3 separate regions of the Mus musculus genome follow, and all the other regions are linked to region 2. Evidence: chromatin contacts called from public Hi-C and HiChIP or PLAC-seq data. All regions are on one chromosome and are shown on one strand. The core of a region is the stretch at or near the end of the contact, and the rest is flanking DNA. Distances in the headings are between cores, read along the strand shown.

What was found. HiChIP or PLAC-seq counts read pairs in DNA pulled down with a chosen protein or histone mark. Hi-C and Micro-C count contacts between places; a contact is called where the count stands out from the background.
Region 1: a CTCF HiChIP or PLAC-seq map of the NIH/3T3 cell line shows a contact between it and region 2, with 10 read pairs. The contact joins the promoter of Kti12 here to the enhancer-like site in region 2. A contact is called at or near these places in 5 of 39 promoter capture datasets (3T3-L1-derived adipocytes, erythroid cells, liver and 2 more), 1 of 15 datasets of contacts at CTCF or cohesin (the NIH/3T3 cell line), 1 of 484 Hi-C or Micro-C datasets (pancreatic cancer cells), 13 of 115 datasets of contacts at active chromatin or transcription factors (the SCID.adh cell line, bone marrow-derived macrophages, embryonic forebrain and 4 more) and 4 of 9 other capture datasets (adipose tissue, embryonic stem cells, liver and 1 more).
Region 3: a Hi-C map of the C2C12 cell line shows a contact between it and region 2, with 3 times the contacts expected there. The contact joins the promoter of Rab3b here to the enhancer-like site in region 2. A contact is called at or near these places in 20 of 39 promoter capture datasets (the 3T3-L1 cell line, 3T3-L1-derived adipocytes, the C10 cell line and 14 more), 4 of 15 datasets of contacts at CTCF or cohesin (the NIH/3T3 cell line, embryonic stem cells, large pre-B cells and 1 more), 74 of 484 Hi-C or Micro-C datasets (B cells, the Ba/F3 cell line, the C2C12 cell line and 38 more), 10 of 115 datasets of contacts at active chromatin or transcription factors (astrocytes, embryonic basal ganglia, embryonic forebrain and 3 more) and 4 of 9 other capture datasets (adipose tissue, embryonic stem cells, liver and 1 more).

The regions. Positions count from the first base shown.
Region 1 is chr4:108,846,390-108,849,471 of GRCm38.p6, forward strand. Kti12 (KTI12 homolog, chromatin associated) reads left to right here and starts at 1,468. Exons shown (of 1, transcript NM_029571.2): 1 at 1,468-3,023. The coding sequence starts at 1,502. The coding sequence ends at 2,557. The region is part of intron 2 of Txndc12 (thioredoxin domain containing 12 (endoplasmic reticulum)); the gene reads left to right.
Region 2 is chr4:109,028,801-109,031,827 of GRCm38.p6, forward strand. Nrd1 (nardilysin, N-arginine dibasic convertase, NRD convertase 1) reads left to right here. Exons shown (of 31, transcript NM_146150.3): 7 at 1-73. Among named protein-coding and RNA genes, the nearest start is that of Mir761, 13 kb to the left of the region's middle. Within about 2 kb of position 1,646, at least 26 of the 459 cell types and tissues checked have an H3K27ac peak or open chromatin away from gene starts, as enhancers often do. A contact at or near this core is called in the C2C12 cell line, the HL-1 cell line, the NIH/3T3 cell line and 2 more, where this site is marked.
Region 3 is chr4:108,877,436-108,880,385 of GRCm38.p6, forward strand. It overlaps Rab3b (RAB3B, member RAS oncogene family), which reads left to right and starts at 1,635. Exons shown (of 5, transcript NM_023537.5): 1 at 1,635-1,783.

The sequences.
Region 1 (3,082 bases), core at 218-2,717, 180 kb before region 2:
CAGAGCATAAGGGGTGGGGGAGGGTGCAGAAGCAAGGAGCTGCCAATGTTACAAAGATTGGTTTATTTAGTCTTTACAGCCTCTGAGATTGGTACAACTATGAAATAATAACTGTTACATTTTATCGAAAAGAGAATTGAAATACTGAAAAGTGAAATTACTTCCCAGTCTTTTTTTTTTTTTAAAGATTTATTTATTATATGTAAGTACACTGTAGCTGTCTTCAGACACTCCAGAAGAGGGAGTCAGATCTCGTTACGGATGGTTGTGAGCCACCATGTGGTTGCTGGGATTTGAACTCCGGACCTTCGGAAGAGCAGTCGGGTGCTCTTACCCACTGAGCCATCTCACCAGCCCCACTTCCCAGTCTTTAAACAACCATTAAGTGGACTTTCATGTGTCTCCTGTACTGTATTAGAGACTTACTCTACTCCAGCATGTGTGTCCTATATTATATCATACTCCTGTCACACACATACTCACATTTATACTTCTGTACCTATCACACTTGTGCTTGCTGTTGTAAAACAGATCCTAAGTCTCATGACACGGGGGTCTCAACTCAAGCTTTCTGCAGGAGGATTGCCAAGTTTAATTAAAAAAAGATACCCAGCTAAATTTAAATTTCACACAAAGGAAAATTAAATATGCCCATGTAACTTATGCAACTTTTTAAAAATCTCAAAATCAGATTTAATTGGAAAATCTTCATTGTATTTGGCGACTCTATCCACGATGGAAATTTCAATTATTCTTTCAAGTTCAAAATCAAGTTCGCTCCGAGGGTATAGTGCTGAGGCATAGAGCATTCACAAGGTTCTAGCCCAGCAGCCCTCTCTACCAAACAAATAGAAACAAATTCAAGCATCAATCAAGTCTTCAAGGAGGTTTCCGGGCAGCTTTTTCACTTCTGTTCTTCACACTAAAGTACAGCTACCCATAAAAGTGTTTACTTTGCGTGGACACTTAATGCTTCCTGATACGAACCTTGATTTTTTTTTCCTTTTTTCCATATATATATTGTTTTTTTGAACCTTGATTTTCCTAGGGGAACAGTTTTTATTCATCTCTGACCCCAACCATGAAAGGATGTTGACGACTGAAATAGTTGTTATGAATAAACATTTACTAAGAGCTACTAGGTGTAAGAGAAGTCCTGAATAGAGAAACATCATTTGTAATTTGCCTTCTGTATGCTAAATGTGGTGCTAGTAATTTCGTTGAATGCCCATTAAATCCCATTTAATAAATACCCTCTTTGACGGAGGGTAATCTTATCCTGTTGAGGCCTTTAACGTTTGGTGTAAATAACTAACGCCATTCTAATCTTTGCGTCTCCTTTCTGAGAATGTTGGTCCTTGATCTGGTTGGTTAGAGTTCCGGTTTCCCATAGAAACAAAAGGTCCCGTAAGAGTGTAAGGGAACAGGAAGCTCGGTTTTCTCTTCCGGTTCCTGCCGGAAGTTGACGCCAAACATCCGCACATGGATGCCCCTGGAGATCATGCCGCTCGTCGTGGTTTGCGGGCTGCCGTCCAGCGGCAAGAGCCAGCGGACGGAGGAGCTCCGTCGGGCGCTGGCCAGCGAGGGCCGCGCGGTGTATGTGGTGGACGATGCTTCGGTGCTGGGCGCGCAGGACCCGACTGTGTACGGCGACTCCGCTGGTGAGAAGGCTCTGCGGGCTGCGCTGCGGGCTGCGGTGGAGCGGCGCCTGAGCCGGCAGGACGTGGTCATCCTGGACTCGGTGAACTACATCAAGGGCTTCCGCTACGAGCTGTACTGCCTCGCCCGGGCCGCGCGCACGCCGCTCTGCTTACTTTACTGCGTGCGGCCGAACTGGCCGAGCCGCGAGCTTCGGGAGGCTTCCGCCTCCGAGAACCGGGACCTGGCTGTCAGCGTGAGCTGGAGACCGCGGGCCGAGACCGGCGGGAAGTCTCAGGCGGCTGGCGCTGTGGAGGAACAGCGCGCCACCAGCCCCGTAGCCAACGGGGGAGTTCTGGCCGCTGTCTCAAAGGAACTGGATCCAGAGGAAATCCTGCCATCAAACCCTTCCGCTGTAATGACCCCGGGGTCCGAGAAATCTGCAGAGCCTGCGTCCTGTGCCTTTCCTCCCGAGGTTCTGGAGTCCTTAGCGCTGCGCTTTGAGTCTCCCGACTCCCGGAACCGCTGGGATCGCCCCTTGTTCACTGTGGTGGGTTTAGAAGAGCCATTGCCCCTCGCGGAGATCCGGTCTGCCTTGTTTGAGAATCGGGCTCCCCCGCCCCATCAGTCTACGCAGTCTCAGCCTCTAGCCTCTGGCAGCTTTCTGCACCAGTTGGATCAGGCCACAAGCCAGGTGTTGACCGCTGTGATGGAAGCCCAGAAGAGCGCTGTGCCCGGAGACTTCCTAAAGCTCCCTGGCACCACGGAGCCCCTCCGATTTACCCGACCCTTGACCTTAGCAGAATTGAGTCGCCTCCGTCGCCAGTTTATTTCCTACACCAAAATGCATCCCAATAACGAGAATCTGCCTCAATTGGCCAACATGTTTCTTCAGTATCTGAACCAGAGTTTGCACTAATGAGGTAGTGGGCAGCAGCTGTGGCTCGTGTCTGACTATTCTACTGTACTTTGTTTAGGAAGAATAGTCCGAAGGTCTGCAAAGCATACTGTAGTAAGATGGCCAAGTTTTGACTCGTTTTCTTAACTGCCACTGCCATACCCTGAGTGTGTAGTTAGCATAAGCTGAGGCATTGAGTGGTAGCTCCAAAAACACCAGGGGGCTTCGGTTGGAGTCTACTTAGGAATACTACACACCACTGTTGGCCTTCCATCGGGATTAAGTCAACTGTGAGTAGAAACCGAAGATAACAGTTTTGTATTCATAATGGCCTTTTCATACTCCAAGTACTTTTGAGCACAGAGCCTCTTGCTTCTGACCTGGCACTTGGAACACAGATATATATATCTTTTGTTCTGTCCCTGGGAAACTGATATTTGTGTAAGACAACCACCAGATATTTTCTCTAATAAAATCTTCTAAAATTACCTGCTGGTCTCTTGATGTAGTTTACTGTTTCCTCTGCAACTTAGTATTTTATATGTA
Region 2 (3,027 bases), core at 396-2,895:
CATGCCAGACTGAGAGAATTCTGGATGCGCTACTACTCTGCTCATTACATGACCTTAGTTGTTCAGTCCAAAGGTAGTGTTATCTGTTACACCCCTAGAGTTACTCTGAAGTATCATTTGCCCTTGATTAACAGGTCTTGAGTAGCAAGAGTCCATTCAGATGCAGTTTATTTTTGAAATTTTGCAGCATTTTAGAAAACCTTACAGATGAAACACATAGCCTAGAAAGAAAAAAAATTTAAGAAAAAGCTAGATGACATGAATACATAAAATACATGTACATAATATTTTATTTTATTTATTACCATAAAATATACACAAATCTATAAAGTATACATTTAATCTAAACCTGGATAAACACATTGCATCATTTACAGCAGAGAGAAATGTAAACAGACGCAAATGTATTAAAGCATAACTACATGGAATGAATGGTAGTCAATTAGTACTGACATCGTTTCTTATCCTTCTCCACTGTTGTGACATCTGCATGAAGCTGCTGATCATGTCCACACGGAGAGTTAGTCTGCTCTAGTCAACTGTATTGTAGGCTTTTTTTTTTTCTTTTAAAAAGGTCTCAGTACTTGAACAGTCTTCACCGTATATAATGTGTATGAAATCTAAAGTACATGTCAATAGGTAGTTTATGTTACTGATATGGCTTTTGTGAAGATCTGGCTGTTAGTCAATTTTTGGGATAGTCAAAAATGAGATGGAAAACAATTGAGAAGGACATTTGACCTCTGGCTTCCATACATATGAACACATGCATGTACACATGCACAATCATAGAGCATGCACATATAGTCCCATAGAGATGAGGGTGTGTGTGTGTGAGGGTGTGTGTGTGAGGGTGTGTGTGTGTGTGAGGGTGTGTGTATGGGTGAGGGTGTATGTGTGTGAGGGTGTGTGTATGGGTGAGGGTGTGTGTGTGAGGGTGTGTGTGTGTGTGTGTGTGTGTGTGTGTGTGTGAGAGGGTGTGTGTGTGTGTGAGGGTGTGTGTGTGTGTGAGGGTGTGTGTGTGTGTGTGAGGGTGTGTGTATGTGAGGGTGTGTGTGTGTGTGTGTGTGAGGGTGTGTGTGTGTGAGGGTGTGTGTGTGTGAGGGTGTGTGTGTGAGGGTGTGTGTTTGTGTGTGAGGGTGTGTATTTACTGCCCCAGGGGTCAATATTCCCACATGTTGTTCAAAGATCAACTGTTCTACTTTCATAGGATGTTTGAGTCACTATGGCATATTGTTACTCTATTATCTGGCAAATTACAAACTGGAGCTAGAGAGATGACTCAGCAGAGTGCTTGCTCTGCTTGCAGTGAGCCAGACTTTGGTTCTTAGCATCCGTGATGGGTGCCTAACAACTGCCTATATTTACAACTCTAGGGGATCGCACATCTTCTTCTGGTCTCCACCAGCACCCCAACACTAATACACATACCACACAACACATACAACACACACACACACCACTATACATAAATACAAATATTTCTTAAAAATGGAAGGAAATGAATATGTTACAAAGTAATGGCAAAGTTCACAGAAACGTAGATCATCTCATACAAATCATCTCTCACAGAAATAGGTCATTTATGGACTAACTTCAAGTGCGTATGAGTATACTGGTGTACTACTCAGAGGTCATGTGTGGTTGAGACAGGGGCTCATGTAGCCTTGACCTTCTGGGATTTCAGGCATGTGCCACCACACCTAGCTCAGCTGTTGTGTTTTCTTTTCAGATGATTCATATTTGTGGTTTTATATTTATATTGCTCATAAACTTACAGGGCAAGCTGTTTGTTCATCCCTATATAAAGGTCCTATAAGATAATTAAGAGCAATCCTGTAGCAATGATAGAAGCATTCTAAATGTCAAGACTGAAGAGCATCTCTGCTCCTTCCATGTCCTGATTATCTTAGTGACTCACTGAGGAGACTCCAGTAACTTCTGTTGTCTTGGGGGTTTAACCTTTTGTAGATGTCCTAATAATCACGTGTTAAACAATTCCTTTTGACATTATAGTTTGCATGTTTCTTCTCTTCTCCTCTCACCAAATATCATTCTCCGTTCTATAAAATTTTGACCCAACCTCTTCAAAATTGAGATCAAACAAAGCTGATAACATATGAAACAGTTTTCATTTTTCAAAATTAATCCAAAAATGTGATTCTAAATTGCATTTATATTGTTGTAGCAGGCATTGCTTATTTTTAGTATAGAGGTTAATTTATAAATTGTTGCAAATTACTTCATGCATATGAAGTTTTATTCACTCTGGTGTTTGTCCCTTTGTGATCTTTTCCTGTTTGATACAGTGATTGATACTGGTGCAGATTTTTGTTTGTTTTTGAGACAGGGTCTCTTTGTATCCCTCAACTTGCTGTATAGACTTGGCCTGCCCTGAACTCAGAGAGATTCACCTACCTTAGTCTCCTAAGTCTTATTGTCAAATTCTAAAATAAACAATAGAATTGTGATGAGATCACATATAATCTAGAGTTTTTTGATTTTGAGAATTTCTCTTTTTATGCTACTTAAAAGTCAAATTTCTGGGTCTGAGGAGATGGATGGCTCAGTTCCTGAAGAGCTTGTTTCACAGGCATGAGGATCTGAGTTCAGACTCCAGCACCTATGGCACGTGCCACCCCAGCTCTGGGGAGGCAGAGAGGGCGGATCCCTCAGACTTGCTGGCTAGCCGGGCTAGCTGAGTTAGCAAGCTCCAGGTTCCAGAGGCCGTGTAGAGAATATTGAGGAGGAAGGACTAGTGAGATGGTTTGGCAGGTAAGACCAAGTATGAGTTCAGTCTACAGCATCTACATGGTGACTTCACACACAAACAAATGTAATTAAAAGTAGGTTTTTGCAGGTATTTAGGAGTAACTTTAAAAAAAAGGTATTTGGGATATAATATATGAGAGAAGAATTAAAAAGCGGAGAACGATTGAGGGAGACAGCAAATATCAACCTTTGGACCCTACTTGTACACACATCACATCACAACACATCACAACATCAAATACTTAAATAGAGCTG
Region 3 (2,950 bases), core at 385-2,884, 150 kb before region 2:
ATGAGGAAAGGAAACTAGGCCTTATGGGAGTAAGTTCTGCATAGGGTGTTTGGTCTTAAGACCAGAAGTTCTAGGTGAGTAGGAGGGTCAGGTGTGGCTGTAGGTGTTAATGACACAGTCAACATGTAAAGCAGAGGCAAAGGGATGAGGGTCAGGAGACCCCCATATGCAACTGAAGTCACCAGAAGGATGGCGGAGCAGCAGCTAGTGAAGGGGCTGGTACCCCAGGAACTCCTCAGAGCACGAGGAACAGTGTGGAGGAGCCATAGGCTGTGATATGGCTCGCGGGCAAAGGAGAGCAAATCTTTGTATGAGGGTGGGCGTGACAATGCTGCCCACCTCCTGGTGTTATGATACATGGAGGTTAAGAAAATGAAGAGCCTTTCTGCAGAGGGCTACCATGGAAGCAGTGTCCCGGGGGAGGATAAGGTTTCGGTAAAGATAAAGAGGTAACCTGAGCATTCTAAAGATGCAGAGGGTGGAACCAGGGTTCTAGAGGGAGCACAGGGGAAGCTGAAAGTCAAATGGGCAGCGCGGACCTGACTAAAGGGGCTGATAAGCAGCTCTAGCGAACATTGTAAGGATTAGGACTCTGATGCTGAGGCAGAGAGGCTGGAAAGAAACATCTTAGACAAGTCATAACGGAACTGAGAAAAATCTGGACTTCTTATCTGACTCGTACTTCTATGACCTGGGGTGGGGATGACTATAGAAAAGAACAAAGAGGAGCTGGAGCGATGGCTCAGTGGGTAAGAGCACTGGCTGGTCTTCCAGAGGACCTGGGTTCAAATCCTAGCACTCACATGACAGCTCACAATTGTCTGTAACTCCAGTTCCAGGGATCCTACACCCTCACACAGACATCCGCGCAGGCAAAATACCAATGCACATGAAATAAAAAATCATTAAAAGGAAGAAAGAAAAGAATAATAACTCCAGACCCAAATGTCAGGCCAGTGACCTCAGGACAATGGAAGGTGAAATCCATATAAGAATTTGAAGGTGACCTACCACTCCTGGAAGATCTGGGGTCTGCTAAGGCTCAGACAAGAACATTTACCACTCCAGTTGGCAAACTCCATGCTACTGCTGGTCATGGAGAAGCAGTGAGTGTTATCTTAACAAGGTCGAAATCATTTCAAAAGGTTCCTCAGGTCACTGGTATAGAGGCTGGAAAGAAGGCAGGAATTAGAATTCTTGCATTAGTCCCATGAGTCCTGAACCAGGATACTTTATGCAGAGAAAAGGAAACCTAGAAGAAGATTGGATTTGTTCAGATGGGATTACCAGTCTCAGACGACAAGGACCATGAAGAGGTGATGAGTGGGGCAGACGGTGATAGCCAGCTTCCTAGCTCATTTTTCACTTGTGGACAGGTTGTGCTCCCTCCTTGAGAGTTTATGAGAATGGAGTAAAGCATTTGGAAAGAGCAAAACTTGACGCCATCATCATCTACATTATCACCAAAGACCTCTGAGCACCCTGTAGGTGCAAACTATAGAATGTGGGCAGATTATAAAAGTCACCCAGATATATAGGGTGTAAGGCTCCCAAGAAATTGTAGGTTCCTTACACCAGCCCAGAACGCAGGGGCGGGGCGGATCTTACATGGGTTCCGCCCAGGGGCGGGGCTTGGACCCAGCGGGAACCCAACCCATCTTCAGCCAGAGCCTCAGCCCTCCGTAGCCGAGGTGGGAACCAGACCCGCCTCGCCTGCCTCTCACCCACTATCGCCAAGTGCAACAGTCCGGCTGCACTGTCCGTGAGCCAGCTCTTATCCGAGGTAAGGGGCGCGGCCTCGACCGGGCTCCGCACTGCCTGGGAGCCGGGGACCGAGTGCAAGGCAGCCTAGGGGACTCAGAGAGGGGCTGCGAGAGGCCGCCAGGGACCCGCACCGCAGCAAAGCAGGAGTGCTGGCTCGCACTCCGCACAGGTCCGCCGGGAAGCAGCGACCATTGGGGCTGGGGGCAGATGAGCAGCTACTACAGGCAGTAAGGGGTGGCTGGGTACATCTTAGGGCAGCAGAGGGATGCTGAAAGGATGGAGGGGAGGCAGGCGAAAGGGGGCGTGAAGGCGGAGAGCTGGGTGGGCTCGAGGGGCTTTGAGACGAGCAGAAGAGCAAGGGCTGAAAGGAAGGGGCGCAGAGCAGGAACGGGTGTCTGGTGGGATTGAGAACTTCCGGGACGTGAGTGTGGTTAGCTGGGAGTGAAAGGGTGTAGAACCGAGCCCCGCTGGTACCCGCGAAGGGGTCTCAAGGGATGGAGACATAGGGTTGGGGCTTGGAGGGGATGAGCTTGGAAGAAGGGAAATGTGGGGAGCCAGCTGAGTCTACTCCGCCCCGCAGAAAGGGGCGGGAACTAGGTAGGGGAGTGGGTCTTGACCCTGCTTGTGGGCGAGGGACACCTAAGTTCTGGTCAGGATGGAGGAAATGGCGCTGGAATGGAGCAGGGTCTTGTAGCTGGAAGCAGAGAAACCTTGAGGGAACTTGGAGAGTGAAATTGCAGGGATGATGGGTGTGAGGTGAGGGTTGAGTACAACCTTGGCACTAGCCGAGTCTTGGCTCCTGACAGCATGAGGACAGCAAACACTGGACAAGACTACAATGCCAACTGGAGCCATGGGCAAGAAGAGAATAGTGAACAGAAAAATTCATCCACATGCAATTCTATCTTGGTGTCAAATGTGGAAGAGACTTTGAGAGGGCAGGATGACAACCTCTAGAAGCCAAAAGAGGTGTGGAGTGAAAGTGGATTTCTCCATCCCACCTTCCCAGAATCCACAGGAAAGCTGTAGACTGTAAACGAAATAAGTGAGTGTGTGTGTGTGTGTGCGTGCGCGCGCACGCGTGTGTGTGTGTGTGTGTGTGTGTGTGTGTGTGTTTGTGTGTGTGTGTGCGCCCTCATGCAAGCAGATAGAGCACATCCCTTCTGCATCCCCAAACAGAAGAAGA